Linked DNA regions of Cricetulus griseus: regions 1 and 2 are each linked to region 3. Evidence: chromatin contacts called from public Hi-C data. All regions are on one chromosome and are shown on one strand. The core of a region is the stretch at or near the end of the contact, and the rest is flanking DNA. Distances in the headings are between cores, read along the strand shown. Region 1 has its middle 140 kb from the start of Tcf4. Region 2 overlaps Tcf4 (transcription factor 4). Region 3 holds the start of Tcf4 (transcription factor 4).

Evidence for each region. Hi-C and Micro-C count contacts between places; a contact is called where the count stands out from the background.
Region 1: a Hi-C map of fibroblasts shows a contact between it and region 3, with 4 times the contacts expected there. The contact joins the enhancer-like site here to the promoter of Tcf4 in region 3. A contact is called at or near these places in 3 of 8 Hi-C or Micro-C datasets (the CHO-K1 cell line, fibroblasts and liver).
Region 2: a Hi-C map of the CHO-K1 cell line shows a contact between it and region 3, with 5 times the contacts expected there. The contact joins the enhancer-like site here to the promoter of Tcf4 in region 3. A contact is called at or near these places in 3 of 8 Hi-C or Micro-C datasets (the CHO-K1 cell line, fibroblasts and liver).

Annotation. Positions count from the first base shown.
Region 1 is chr2:170,276,292-170,280,749 of CriGri-PICRH-1.0, forward strand. No RefSeq gene overlaps it. Among named protein-coding and RNA genes, the nearest start is that of Tcf4, 140 kb to the left of the region's middle. Within about 2 kb of position 2,165, at least 1 of the 6 cell types and tissues checked has open chromatin away from gene starts, as enhancers often do. A contact at or near this core is called in fibroblasts, where this site is marked.
Region 2 is chr2:169,961,138-169,966,200 of CriGri-PICRH-1.0, forward strand. All of the region lies in intron 2 of Tcf4 (transcription factor 4), which reads right to left. Among named protein-coding and RNA genes, the nearest start is that of Tcf4, 170 kb to the right of the region's middle. Within about 2 kb of position 1,699, at least 2 of the 6 cell types and tissues checked have open chromatin away from gene starts, as enhancers often do. A contact at or near this core is called in the CHO-K1 cell line and fibroblasts, where this site is marked.
Region 3 is chr2:170,133,993-170,139,014 of CriGri-PICRH-1.0, forward strand. Tcf4 (transcription factor 4) reads right to left here and starts at 1,737. Exons shown (of 18, transcript XM_035440081.1): 1 at 1,197-1,737.

The sequences.
Region 1 (4,458 bases), core at 915-3,414, 140 kb after region 3:
TACAACAGTTCTGGCTCCTGAGAAGAAAGGATGTAATGATGGCATTCTGAGTTAGGAGACATAGGAGAATCAGGGAACTCTGTTTAGTAAATAATACAGGTAGGAAGTACAGTCGTCTTGCACTACACACTGCTCTGGGAGTTAGCAAACACTCTCTGTGTGGGTAGTAAATGCTTTAGATGTGGCATGCCACACAACCCCTGTCCATGTTCAACTGTGTAGCCCTGGTACAAAACCAGATCTAGATAAAATGCAAACTAATTGCATCTGTTCCAGTAAAGCTTTAATGAATAAATGCAGATGGTGGGCCAGATTTGTAGTATCCTGTCCTGACAATGTCTGTAGGCAGAGGAAAGGAATAAATGGACTGCACTGTGGAACAGATCTCTGGACTGGATCTGTCCTTTGAGCAAGTAGAATGTGTAAGAACTGGAGTCTTCAAAATCTGCTTCCCTCTGACACCTAACTTTAAACATTGTTGGAGAGTTGGAAGGGTTTGCTTCAAATGCAGGTATAAGTATGGCATTTTGAATGAACTATTAGAGATGGGCTCTCATATATTCCACCCATCTTGAACGTGCTGTGTAGCTGAAGATGACCTTAAACTTTTGTTCCTCTTGCCTTTACCACCAAGAAGCTGTGTTTACATGCAGTGTTGGGGTTCAAACCCAGAGCTTCAAGAACACTGATCAAGTACTTTAGATTGACAAAGCCTTTACTTCACTTTAGAGTCCTTGTTATTACAGGGCTGTTTCTTACAGGTGTTCTCATGAACCTGGAGTCCAAGGCTGCCAGACAACACTTAGCTTCACTCACACAATGATCTTGTTACATTCTCTAGTCATGATTGGAACTCCATGTTACTCTTACTGTAGACCCTGGCTTGCTTCAGTGGGATTCTAGTATTTTCTTGGTTCTGTGTGACTCTGCTGGTTTTCTAGTCAAGGCCAGAGGGTATGTCTCATCCTTTCAAGTCTCTCTACCAGAAAGTCCCAGAAGCACGTCATGGCCAGCTTTGCTTGTGCTAGAATTCTCCTCTATTTTCACCTGCTCTTGGGTCCTCCATTATGAGAGCAGTTATTACAACACAGAAACAAAATCCACATGCTGCCTTCTTCAAGATGAGTGGAGCATTCCAGTTCTATTTGAATACAGTTTCACTGTGTAGCCTGTAGAACTGGCCTTGAATTCTACCTGATCATTCTGCCTCAGTTTCCCAAGTTCTTGCTTTATAGGTATGCACTACCATGCGCAGCTAGGTTGAGCTCATTTGATAATGAAACCTACTGAGCTCATTTGATAATGAAACCTATAGGTGACTACCAGTCAGTCCTCTTGACTAGCTTTACCCAAAAGCAGTATGTGGGGGAGCAGCTTCACCAGAAGGAAGAGATTTTCTTCCTTTCATATTAAATGACTAAATAAGATCATACAAGTTATCATTAGTGCAATACACTGTAGAATGATTTGTTCTAATACTTCCCTAAAAAAGCAAAGTAATGGGAGTAGAGTTTGAGGCTAATTGGAAAAATTACAAGCACAATTAATTGAAAGAAAAGCAAGCTGATGATATATTTTTTTAAAAAAATTAAACATTAGATGTTATAGAACTAGCAATGTTTTCTCTCTACTTCACATTTAAACACATTTTTAAAATTCAATTTTTATGGTAAGTTGCACTGATGGTTTTATTATTTAAGAACTAAGAAGTTTTCACTAAGAGGAAACTTCTCTGGTGTTGGATTTAATCCTTGAAATCAATCAAATCTTTAACGTCCTTTGATTTATCCTCAGATTAAAAAAAAAACCCGTTGAGTGCAAAACCAAGGAATTAATCCCTGCCTTGTGAGTGACCAAAAAAGAATGACTATAAGCCCAGATCCTTGCACTTCAGTAGATTACAGTGCCATGGAGGAAATAACACTAATGCATAGGAGGCAATTCAAATGACTAAACAGTATGGCAGTTGTAGGGTATGAGTTTAGGGTAGAGAGGATGTTCACACTCCCTGAGGGTGCTTCTCAGAGACCAGTTCTTCTGGCTGTAACAAAATACCAGACAGAAGGAATTTTAGGAAGTGTTTATTTTGCTCATTGATTGAGGGTACAGTCATCATGACGAGGAAGGAAGTGGGTGTGGGTGGCTTGATGATGGGGGAGCTGGTCACACTGCAGAGTTGAAGCAACTGATCACACTGTCTGCAGTGAGGAGGCAGTTGGTCACACTGTCTGCAGTGAGGAGGCGGCAGGTGACACTGCAATGAAGAGGCTGCTGGTCACACTGTCTGCAGTGAGAGAGTAGCTGATCACACTGTCTCCAGTGGGGGTGGGGAGATGAACACTGTCTGCAGTGAGGAAGCAGTTGCTTACACTGTTTGCAGTGAGGAAGCAGCTGGTCACACTGTCTGCAGTGAAGAAGCAGTTGGTCACACTGACTGCAGTGTGTGTGGGGAGGGATGAACGCTGCCATTCAGCTCAGTTTCTCCTTTTCATTCCATTCCAGACCCCAGATCATGGAGTGATACTATCCTTCCTCCCTTAATGAAATCTCAAAAGACTCCCCCTAGACATGGCCAGAGGTGTGTCTTCTAGGTGATTTTAGAGCCTGTCAAGTTGACAATGGTAGCTCTGACAGACAGATTCCTATTAGTTGTCATCACGATGGCATTGCTGGTTTTGTGTGAGAGAATGACCCAAGCATGGTGTTTCTTTGGTTCAGAAGTAGCTTTTTCTTTTTGGTATCTCAGATATAGGGGACAGAGTAGATACTTAAAAAAATTATTTAGTATACATATTGAAGTGTTTGTTGTTGTTGTTTTGGTTTTGTTTTGTCTTTTTGAGACAGCCTTGGCTGTCTTGGAACTCACAATTCACCCTGTAAACCAGGCTGGCCTCAAACTTGCAGAGAATTGCCTGCCTCTGCCTCTTGGGTGTTAGGATTAAAGAACTGTGCCATCACCACCAGGTTTACAAATAGAGTTTTAGGAAGATAAGCGTGTGAGACAGTGTGCTGAAGAGAATGGAACAGAGAAAGAAATATTGCTAGGAATGCATCCTCATTTGTCACCAGAGGAACAAGAAGAAGAGGTTTGTGACACAATTTCTCAGAAGAGTTTCCTCTTGTTCAGTAGCCAACAGGCTGTCTTCTTAGGCAACAGGAGAGGCAACACCTGCCTGAAATGCAAGCAGATGTTATTTCTCCACTGTTGCTACTATGTTGTTGCTGGCCTTTCCCTGTAGTCTCTTTCTTATCCATTGCCCACAATGCAGTCTCTGTATAGATGGAGTTGCTTAGCACCACGCAGGCCCTCAGAATCACCATGCATGGCTTACACTTGGTGAATGTGGTTCTCTTATCCAGAGGGCCCCCAGCATGATGATGGAGAACTGGCCTGAATGCCTGGCATCTATCTGTGATCCCTAAGGTTTGCTGCCATGCTATACACGGTTCACCTTTTTGTTATAGTGAAACCACTGAGTGATTCTCCAAGGTCATAGAGAGCTGAGGATAAAATGTAATTGTCCAGCTTCCAGTTTTTTAAATTTTTAGTTTCTCTGATCATGGATGGATGAGAAAAGCAATTTTGTCACCCATCTGGCCCCACCTGGGCAGGATCTTATAAATTACAAAAGACAGTATAGTTTGAAAACAACAACAAACATGGAGTAAACTTTCTTTTGCTTTCCTAGCCACCTATCAAAGGTTTGCTGTTCAAAGTCAAAGGCAGTAGGAAACAAATGTGTGTGTGGGGTAAATAACCAGGAGATGGACACAGGAAGCAGACTTTCACACAGGAACCAAAGGGAGGTGAGGAATGTCCCACAGACTGTCAGGTAGGAAGTACTTGTTACCTTTAGGAGCCAGGCTGTGTATGGTGGTGAAAAGAGGATTCAGGATGCAGAGATAGAGGGCTGGTGAGATGGCTCAGTGGTAAAGGTGCTTGAAGCCAAATTGGATGACCCAAGTTTGATCCCTGGGATCCACATCATAGCACAGAACTCTTTCTCATCTTTTGACCTCCACAGTGCACTATCTAGCATGTGCCCCATGCCTACAATGAAAGAACAAATGAAATTTATTTAAAAAAGAAAAGAATAGCTAAAAAGATCCTATGCATAAAACACAAGTATAAGTACAGAAATAAATTAAAGAAGAACTTTTGCTGGTATCAAGGCTATTCCCTATCAGACTGTATCAAGTACCATCTGCATCCCCCCAACCCTTATCTTCCTCTTGTGTGTATGGTATGCATTCATGTGTAGTAGTGGAGGCCAGTGGTCCACATCAGTGCCTTCTTTTTCTCCTTCTCAACCTTGTTTGCTTTTGAGAGAGTGTTTCTAACTGAACCTAGTACCCGATGTTTGGGGAGGTTTGCTGGTTAGCAACCTGCCCTCCCCACCCAGTTCTGGGGCTCAGGCACATGCCATCACACATGTTCTTCACAGGACACTGGAATCC
Region 2 (5,063 bases), core at 449-2,948, 170 kb before region 3:
TGAGTCACATGTGAGTATAAACCCAAGGATGCACATTTTCCTGTGTTTAGATTTTAATAGAATTGCATTACAAGAGGTGTCCTTGAATCCAGTTGGTGATGTTCAGAGGGTTGCTCTAAAAAATTGGTTATACCAAATGACAAGGGGCTAGTGGGGTAAGCCAGTGCCCAGGCCCTCTCTCCAGCCAAGACTGAAGGACACTTCTCTTAAGACTAGTGCTTTGAGGTACATTGTACTTTAAAGACAGCAGTAAGCTCTTCTCCTATCCCAAAGGGGAAATTCAAAGCTTCTATTTTGAGGAGCCAAACCAACATCCTGTTAAAGTTTACAACCCTCAGATTTTCATTCCCCACTCAACACGAATGCTGAAAGGAAGGATAGTCATTTACTCTTTGGGTTCAATGTCAATATTATCAGACTAAGCCTCCTTGACAGCACACACAGAATGTGTCTTTCAGATATTTTATCTCTGGTGTAAAGTATGCCCTATGTCTATGTCACTAAATTAACACATCCAATGGAGGGTTATTTTCAAAGGGAGTAAATTCTAAGTCTTAAGCTCCCAGCCCACCCCTGTATTAGCTTCTCTCTTGATTTTCATAAAACTTCAACTTAGGAAAACTACACTTCTTTCATAGTGTTCAGTGCAAAGAATAAAATCCATGCCCATATCAGCCTCAACTCCAGGAAAATGAGACACCATCACACAGACTGCCATTCCTGAGACATGGTAAGGAGAAACTCTGCTGTATGTGACTGTAAGGGTGAGGTTACCTGTGCCCACTGTACACGTGGTCACACAGAGGTCCTTACCCACCTGTGTCATATAAGCTACCCTACCCTCTAACTGCTTTTTGTAACTATGACTATCAGGAAAGGTGTGACCTTTATCAGCAAGATCAAAAGACATGTGTCCCCCCTTAATCTCTTACACACAAGCAATCTTCAAATATACCTTGACGTATTTGATTTGGATATGACGTTCATTGTCTAATCACTTCATGGGCTGGCAGACAGACAGGTAGGCAGGTAGAAAAATTTAAAAAAAAAAAAAGTACTTTGACCTTGTAGGAATATGAAAACCTAATGTCCTAAATATGGTACCTTCCAAATATTGAATTATAAAATATGGGTATAAGATAAAATGCTTGGTTTTTTTTGTTACTTTTTTTTTCTGAAGGATATTACCACCTGACATTATTTTCAGAAATCATCTCTAGCACACATAACTACCAGCATTTGTCTTGTTACATATACACAAGCCGGGACCACTCCTTTTATTGGAATAATGAAAATAGGAAGGACAAACACAAGAACAGGAGGGTGAGAAAGAAATCCGGTGTGGAAAAGAAAGACAGAAAGAATAGAAAAGAAAGAGCAATGAACCAGGAAGGGAGGGGAGGACACCAGAGACAGGAGGAGGAAAATACGAATCCACGCAGCCCCGAGTCCCCCGAGTCCCCAAAGTACTCTTGGCTCCATAGACCCAGCATTCTTTACTATCATATCGGATACAGGCTGCCTAATCTTAATTTTGCTTGTTAAAAAATATTTATCCAGATACAAAAATAAACCCACTGCAAATTACAAGTTGTCAGGGTTAAAAATCTCCTCCTGTTTGTGTGGGGGAGGATGAGAGGACGGCACAGACATGAATCATTCTCCAGCAATTTGAGTGTTTCCATGACATCAATGGGCACCCGTCCAGGACTCTGTCGAAGTCTGCGAGGTACCAAAGAGGCAGCGCAGCCAGCGGGAGGCTCGGAGGTGGACTCATTTTTTTTTCCCAAGGATTATGCTCCTTGTGAAGGTTTCATCTGTACCATCCACTCTCCCCATCAAATAGATCACCGTAGAGATCATGAGCGAACACATTTCATTCTGATACTGTGAGCCTTTAACTTTATTGCAGCTTTTTGTTCCCAAATTCAACTATAAATCTGCCCTCAGAGTCCAAAACCCTGGTTGGGAGCAAAGTAATCAGGGATTGTGGACAAAGCCCCAGGACATCTCAAACATCAGGTTTTCTTAGTTCTATCATTTTTCAAATGATAAAAAGCAGCCATTTTTAAAATGGCACTTCAGTTTCCAGGAAAAAAAATGTATTTGTGTAAGTTGTCCATTAAAAATTATTAAGTGTGGTCTGTTTAAAATTCCCTGGAGTGTTTGCTTCACGATAACGAAACTTTGAACTTCACAGATAAGATGTCTGAGTAGGACCCTTAAGTAACTATATATGCTCAGGGACACAAAGGCCCCTAAATATCTGTGTTTCCTCTATGTCAGGCATGGGTTTTGTCACTGATATCAACTGGCTGGCACACAGAGCCTAGTTCCTCCTCTGCCCATTATTTACCTCCCTCCCTTTCTCAGCCCTGCAACCACAACGGGCACTTTGAAGGAGCTTAAGATTCCAATTCTCAATATTTAAAAGAGATAGTGGTGATGAGCACATCCTGCAAGCTCACTGCAGAGTTTTCGAGACAAACCTCCAGTACTAGAATGCGACAGCCGCTGCGGATATTTTTTGGCACAAAGACAATGGTGGCAGTGCCAAGCCCCATGGCTAAAACTACTCAAAAGAGGCATAAGGGTAGCATTAATCGCTCAGGTCTTTTACTGCATGGAGTACTGTTGTCCATATTTTAAAATCTAAAAGTACCCGTTAGTAACATTTGTTGTGTGCCCATAAATTGGGGGAGAGGGAGGGCTTGTGAAATATATATGAGGAACAAATCTTGTCAGGCATTTGACTCATTTATAAACCTAAAAGGAACAAATGTTAAATTTTGCTGCTGGTAACCATTTCCGTGCAGGAAACGAATGGTCTGACCTTATGAAGGGGGTTCAGATGGCTGAATGCAAACCACTGAGAGGATTCTCTGTGCTAAGTCCACATGCTAAACAACTTCTCTTCTCCAGCAAAGCTATATGTATACAAGGAACATGTAATGCTGTGTCACAATGCTCCCTCCCCAATTAAATACGAAGAATGCTATAAATGAGCAGACACAGCACCCGTCAATCAATCCTGGAGACAAAGGAGATCTACATGCAGCCATGTAGGACAGGTCAGTATCTACCGTGAGCAAGTGATCCAGGAAGTCAACATGGGCTTTATTCAAATAAAGCCCATCCTATGGCTGAAACCTATATTTAAATGTGACTGCTAAAAATGGCACCACATGGCAGTCAATAAAGGATTCGCTTCCTTCTTCTGTTGTTCCTGCAAACCTAATCTCAGCAGAAAATATCAGCCATTTGCAATTTTTAAGGCCAATATTTTTGCTGACCCTGACAATAATCTTTTATCATGCTACCCAAAAAAGAAGGAGGAAGATTTGCGGTTATTATTGTTGTTGTCCTTGCAATTTGGGGGCAGCACAGTTAGCAAATATCTAAAGAACCCAATCTTTAGATAATCTATTATTTGTCTTTAGACATCTGACTTTCCTTCCAACATACCATAGTATCCCATTGCAACGGAATTAAGTGGCAAAGAAAATGTTAGCCGAAGGGAAAATGGGCTCAGAACCCCATTCCACTTACAAAGATAGTGGCATCACTTTTAGTGGATTAGTGCACCTGGGCTCACACAATAGTTTAAAGCCACATGGAAAGAGACATACAAGAGCAACTTCTCTGTTGGATGATTTCTAGGGGTAAGTTGAGACATAGAACATCTCCTTGTGGTTGATCAGCAAGAGAGCTGGGTCATATTGGGGTATGTGGCCCCTTATTTGGAAAGGGCCCCTCTAACATTTATATCCAGGTGGAAGATGTTTTTTACCCACCACTGAAACCCGAGCATCTGTACGGTGGAACTCCGCCTCCTGTTCAAAGCCTTGATGAAAAATTATCTGGTCCCACAGGACAATACCAGCCAGGCTATTTCCCTGCTAATCCTCGTTCTGGGAACTGAAGAATGAGTCTTTTGTTCCTCAGTATCCAACTAGGGAACTCATCGTAAACATGCTTGACTTAGAGTAAACTTCTGTCCTAGCTGAACCTATCCTATTAATTTGTGCTTCTTCCTTTTTAATGCAGTGAAGGGGCTACACCTTTAAGCAATAACTGGGATTTTCAGGGGAAATGAAAATACACACCGGTGACAGAATCTTCTCATCTATATGGCTGTCTCTTCATGTCCTATCCAAGCCAGAAGAGCCGAGAGCTCATTTCACACACGCCACTACCCAGAGGGCTCTATGTCCCATATCTGACTACACTGCACAACAGCTGGTGAGGAGGGCAGCATGAACACCATTTAACAGATGAAGAAACTGAGGCACAGAAAATTGACCAAGGCCATATAGGTCTAAGTGACAGAGCCAGCAAATCCTCACATCTGTACCTGCTTTGCTGTTGGTATTTAAACTGTAGGAAAAGAAAGAACAAATAAACCAGAGGCTAACACTGAAATCCCAGAGCTCAAAACACTCATGAATTTGATATGAAATTAATGAAAGTGTCTTATAGGCAGTGATAATTTACATTTACATGGTGTTTTATTCCTAAAAGGTCTCTAGATACTTTATGGCTGTACAAATGATATACACAGAACCTGTGACGTCTCACAATTAACTGCCACCATCTCCATGTTAACTCAAAGCAAGTAATTAACAAAAACATGGCAGAAAACGAGCTTCTCTGCATTCTCTATGTGGAAAGTATAACTGTATATTAAAATACACAAGAAGAATGAGAGTACAGACATAATTATAACATAGGGTAACAGAGCATCACTCACAAGTGTCTTCTATGGAAAAGCAATCCTACCATGGTCCCCAGAAGTCAAATGGGAAACTAATGAAGAGGATACAGAAACTGGTTCAAGTAATGTATGGTCTTCCTCTACAAATTCAGCTCATATTTGAAGGCTCTTAGAAGTCTTGTTGTGAAGATGTCTAGTTCACTTAGCATGTGTTCGGGAAAAACTAACTTGAACATACACTCCTGCTTCAATACTTTTTGTGTGAATTAATACAAGTCCTGGCAAATTTTAAGAATTACAGGGACAAAACATATACTAAGACTACATAAGGTTAATCTTGTTTGTAGTT
Region 3 (5,022 bases), core at 487-2,986:
CGCGCCCGCTCCGGTTTCCCCGCCGCCGTCGCCGCCGCCGATCCTCAGACACACAGCCAAGATCCCTGACTCTTAACACCAACTCTCTTCTCCCGGGAGGGGAGGGGACGAGGGAAGGGGGGAGGGGGAACACGGCGAGGCGCACGGAATTGCAAGTTCAGCAAAGAAATGGGTGGGGGGGCTCCGGCGGGGAGACTCGGCGCTCCGGGCCGGGCTGCCTGGGAAACACCCCCCACCCCAGGAAAAAAAAAAATCCCCACACCTCCCTCGTCGCAGCAAAATTAATTAATTAATTAATTAAACCCACCAAGGAAAATTCATCCAGCACCTCATTTTTCCCCTCAGATGGCCAGTTACAATCTGAACAGTTCAGGGTTTGCCGGGTTCATCCATCGGAGGCACTTTGAAATTGATTCGAGTTTACATCCCCTCTCACTTCTCTGTGTGTCTCTCTGTCTCTGTGTGTCTCTATCTCTCTGTCTCTCTCTTACACACAAACATACTCACACACACACAAACACACACACACACACACACACTGCAAGTTTTGCTTTGCTGCAAATACACGTGATGCATAAAGACTTTGCCAAGACGAACAACATTTTTCTTTTCCATACAGAAACCCATCCACATTTTGCTAGGGAAATATTTTGTTTGGGTAGTTTTGCGTTGGGGGTGAAACCTGAATAGCTGACTTTCTTCCTTTCCACCCTTTTAACTCACTGAATCGTATAGCTGCAAACTTTGTTTTAGAAAGGAAAAAAACAAGGTAAATTTAGGGAATAAATATGGTTTTGTTTTTACACTTGAGTTCCTAGGTACTCAAAGTCCGCGCTCGGCAGCACTTCAAGTTTTCAACTCAACATTACCACTAAAGGCCCTACATGCTCTTAAAAGATACTTTTCCACATCACTTTTTAGGATAAAAATTAAGATTCAAAATTATCTTTTTGTAATACCATGCGTGCTTTACCCAGTATATGCAACATTCACTATTTTAATGTTAAAAAACACATTTGCCCAACCCTGGTATTGCTAGATGTGCGAGTACGTACCGAAATGCATGCACACACGTTTTCCCATTGGCAATTATTTAATAGGTTGTTCCTTTTGTTTGAATAAAACATTGGGATCAACATTCTAAAAATTCAGTTCAATTACAAACAGTTTACTCTGACAGCAAATTGTAACGTTACCTTCAATGGCCACAAATATGCTCACAATATTCCAAGGAAAGAGACTTTAAAAAAAAAAAAAGAAAAAGAGAGAGACAAAAATCTTCTGCAAGTACTTAGTATCTCACATGTGTATCCCCTAAAACAGTATTTTAAGTAGTAGTCAGTCCTGTTCCAGGGTTAGCCACAGTTTACAAGATTATGCACCTGGCTCTGGTTTTTGCATTTTCCATCACAAAACTGTAACAAAATTCCCTTCCCCCCAAAAAGTAACCATTTAAAAAAAAATCCAACAACTTTTTCTTAGCGTTTATAAAAAAATAATCAACACAGGATAGTTATGATTGTTCTTCAGTCTTGTTGGTTGTATTGTTTTTCTTCTCTTTCAAAGTCCTAAACTTGTCCCAAGTTTAGAGGCGTCTCATCATCATCATCCTCCTCAACACCATCATTGACTCCCCCGAGGAGTCACATTGATAATAATAGGTTTCCCTGAAAGATACATTGTAATCCATTCACATCCGGGCACTGCGGCTTATAACGAGAAGGCGCTGCGGCCGCGGCTGCTCCACCAGACAATGACTGGGGAGGGGCGGGGCGGGAGCGCGCGACCATAGAGTGGTAAACACAGTGCCTAGAGAGGCCACCAAGATGGCGGCACGCTGAGCCACGCCTCCTCCGAGAACAGGGGCGGTCCGGCCGGCGGGTGGCTTTCGGGTCGTCTCTCCCAGAGCGCGCCTTGCGCCCTGTTCCGTGTCCGGCCTTGGTCTCTGACTCAAAGTGTTGTTCCCTCAGCTTGAAGGAACTCTCCGGGAGGCCCGGAAGATGCCGGGCGGGCCACAGGCTGCCGAGTCCCCGGGCCGTGTGGATTAGAGCCAGGCTTGGGCTGTATGGGGAAAGGCCACCAAGCCAAGTGTGATCCAGGCCTGGAAGAGTGGCAGGGTAGGGTACTCTCCGCTTCCTCCTTGGTGCCCACCCCTATTTCTATAAGCTCCAAGGGTGAGAGAACTTAGTGCAGAAGTCTCCTTTTATTGATGCAAGACTCAATACTATAAATATGAAGGACTCAACTTCCAGTTGTAGCCAATTACCTTCTCAAACCTGTTTTCTTGTTAGCAGACAAAAATGAGACTTTGAGGTAACACTATGATACCGATAAAGGTGATACTACCACTTAAGAAATATCCTGTTTCCATCCCTAATTTCTTAAGGACTCACTGATACTCCTAGCCATTTGAGATTGTGGGTTCCCTGGGCCCCAAAGAATAGTGTCCAGTTTTCCCATCAGAAAGCTTATTCGTTTCTAGACATTGTTCTGAGAATTTCACAAAAATAGACTACATTGATGCTCAGAATGAAGTTTGAGTATTGGTCACCTCCTTACCTTACCTACACACAGCAACGGAAGCAAGTGCAATGGCAGAGCCTGACCCAAAGCAGAAGTTTATTAAATGGCATAAATTTGCCTAAGTAAAACTACTATCTACATTAAGGTGTAGAGCCCACCTAGTCTGTGACCAGAACCCACCTTCACCCATGCTCCCAAGCCATCTGGCATCCTCATCTCTATTTTCTGAATATAATTTGTTGCAGTGATAGAATTGAGATCTTTTGCTTTTATGTGAGTTTTTACAGGACAAGATTTGGGACATTTATGGGTTATTTCACACATCATGAAGTCTCCAGTCTTTTATCCCCATTCCACATTCTCATCTTAAAATAATATTTTACATTTAGCCACCACTTTATGTTGCATTATCACAGGCATTATCTCTGGTTCTCAGAGTAAGCCTCGGCAGGCCCCGGAAAAAATGATGTAATGAAAAGATCACAAACATTGGCTTGGGAAAAATATTCCATTGGCTCTACCTCTAATCAGCTCTGTGACCTAAGACTCCATGCCAATGACTTTTGCTGTAAAACGCAGAGACTAGATTAGATAATCCCGTAAAATCCCTTTTAGCTTTTAGGTTTGTAAGATTCACCCTCCTGAATTTCAAGGGCAGCAAATGATCTGTCCAGAAATCACTGATAAGATCAAGTTTGGGATCTAAATGCACCCTGCTAGCCTAGTATTTTTTTTTTCCCTCCTGACCCCTTTTGATCAAAAAGAAAAAGAAACATGCAACTCCCCTTCCTGTTTTAAATTAAGGGACAAATGTGGGTGTGTTAGTCTTTGTTTTTTCCTGAGCTGTCAGATGATAAGTACTTTCTAATTATACTTATGGAAATTGGAGGCACCTTAGAAAGGGGTATTTGAGAGGACACTGTAAAGCTTAGAAAAAAGAGTTGGTATACTGGGTAAATTTTTGGTCCTTCCTTGTTCTACAGACTCCCTTAGAAACCTGTCTGTATATCCTGATATGGATGTGGGTCTTAGTCAACTCCGGCTGCTGTAACAAAGTGAGATAGACTAGGCGCTTTGGACAACAAACATTCACTTTTCACAGTTCCAGAGTTCAGTGTCTGAGATTTGTGTGAAAGCATGGTCAGGCTCAGTTAGGATTCTTCCTTTTCCTCTTCCTGGCTTGCAGATGGCTGCTTTCTAGCTATATTCTCGTGTGACTGTCAGAAAGAGAGCTCTGGTTTCTTTCTCTCATAAAATTACTCATCCAATCATAGAGACTATCTATGACCTTATCTAAGCTGAATCTCTTCCCAAAGAAATATCTTCCACTTCCCAGCACATTGGGGCTTCGGTACAAGAGTGGGAGGTGGGAGTACAAACACACAAGTATTTAGTCTGTAAAAGAGTAGAAATGTATGTGGATGCCACATGATTAGGTCCAACCCTAGCCCAGCAGTCCCCAAACACTGGAGCACCGGAATAAAGAGCAACAAACCAACAGCAGTGAAGGTGAGTGGTGAAGTAGACATGTGTTGTGTGTGATCAGCTGGCAAGAGTTGGTACCAAGGAGCCAATCTACATGAGTGGCATGGCTCTACAAATCAGAAATCATGAGGAAATGGCTAAAACTGCTCTTTAGGTAAACAGAAAGGTCTTGGGAATTCCAAAAGAAGCATAGAAAATGAAATCCTACATACAATGTGTGTGTGTGTGTGTGTGTGTGTGTGTGTGTGTGTGTGTGTGTGTGTGTCCAGGAGTAGAAGACACCCTGCAATCTTCCTCTTCCTCAGCTGAGCTATCCTGAGAACTTCCTGATATTTACAGCTAAAGAAGAGTGTAACTGGACATGGGGCATACTTTAAATTCCAGTGTTACCAATATTACCATAACAGTATGAACTATGTTTTTAATTGAAATAGAATTGCATCATTTTCTGCAGTGCTGTGGTGGTGCACATGCCTCTAATCCCAGAACTTGGAAGGCAGAGGCAGGTGGATCTCTGTGAGTTCGAGGCCAGCATAGTCTACAGAGCTAGTTCCAGGACTACACAGAGAAACCGTGTCTTGAAAAAAAAAAGATAAATAAATAAATACTGTAAAAAAAAGAATTACATCACTTTCCCTTCATGATTTTCTCCTTCCAACCATCACAAATACCTTTGAATTTTTTCAATGCCACAATCTCAAGTTGGTAGCCTCTTTGATTATTATCATTATATACATATATGTGCATGTATATGTACGTGTGTGTGCACAAAATATATAAATGCTACTTGCTCAGTCCATTTGTATCCTTTGTGTATACATGGTTTCAAAGATAATCACCTGTAATTCTTTGCCTAGGGATGAGATACCTAGAAATTTCCCCCTCTCCACACGATCATGTTCATGGATATTGGCCTCATTCAATTCTTGATCATGCATCCATTTCTAGGAGAGACTATCTCCCAGCAGACTTCCTGGTATTCTGGCTCTTCCAATCTTTCCCCTGACTTTTCAG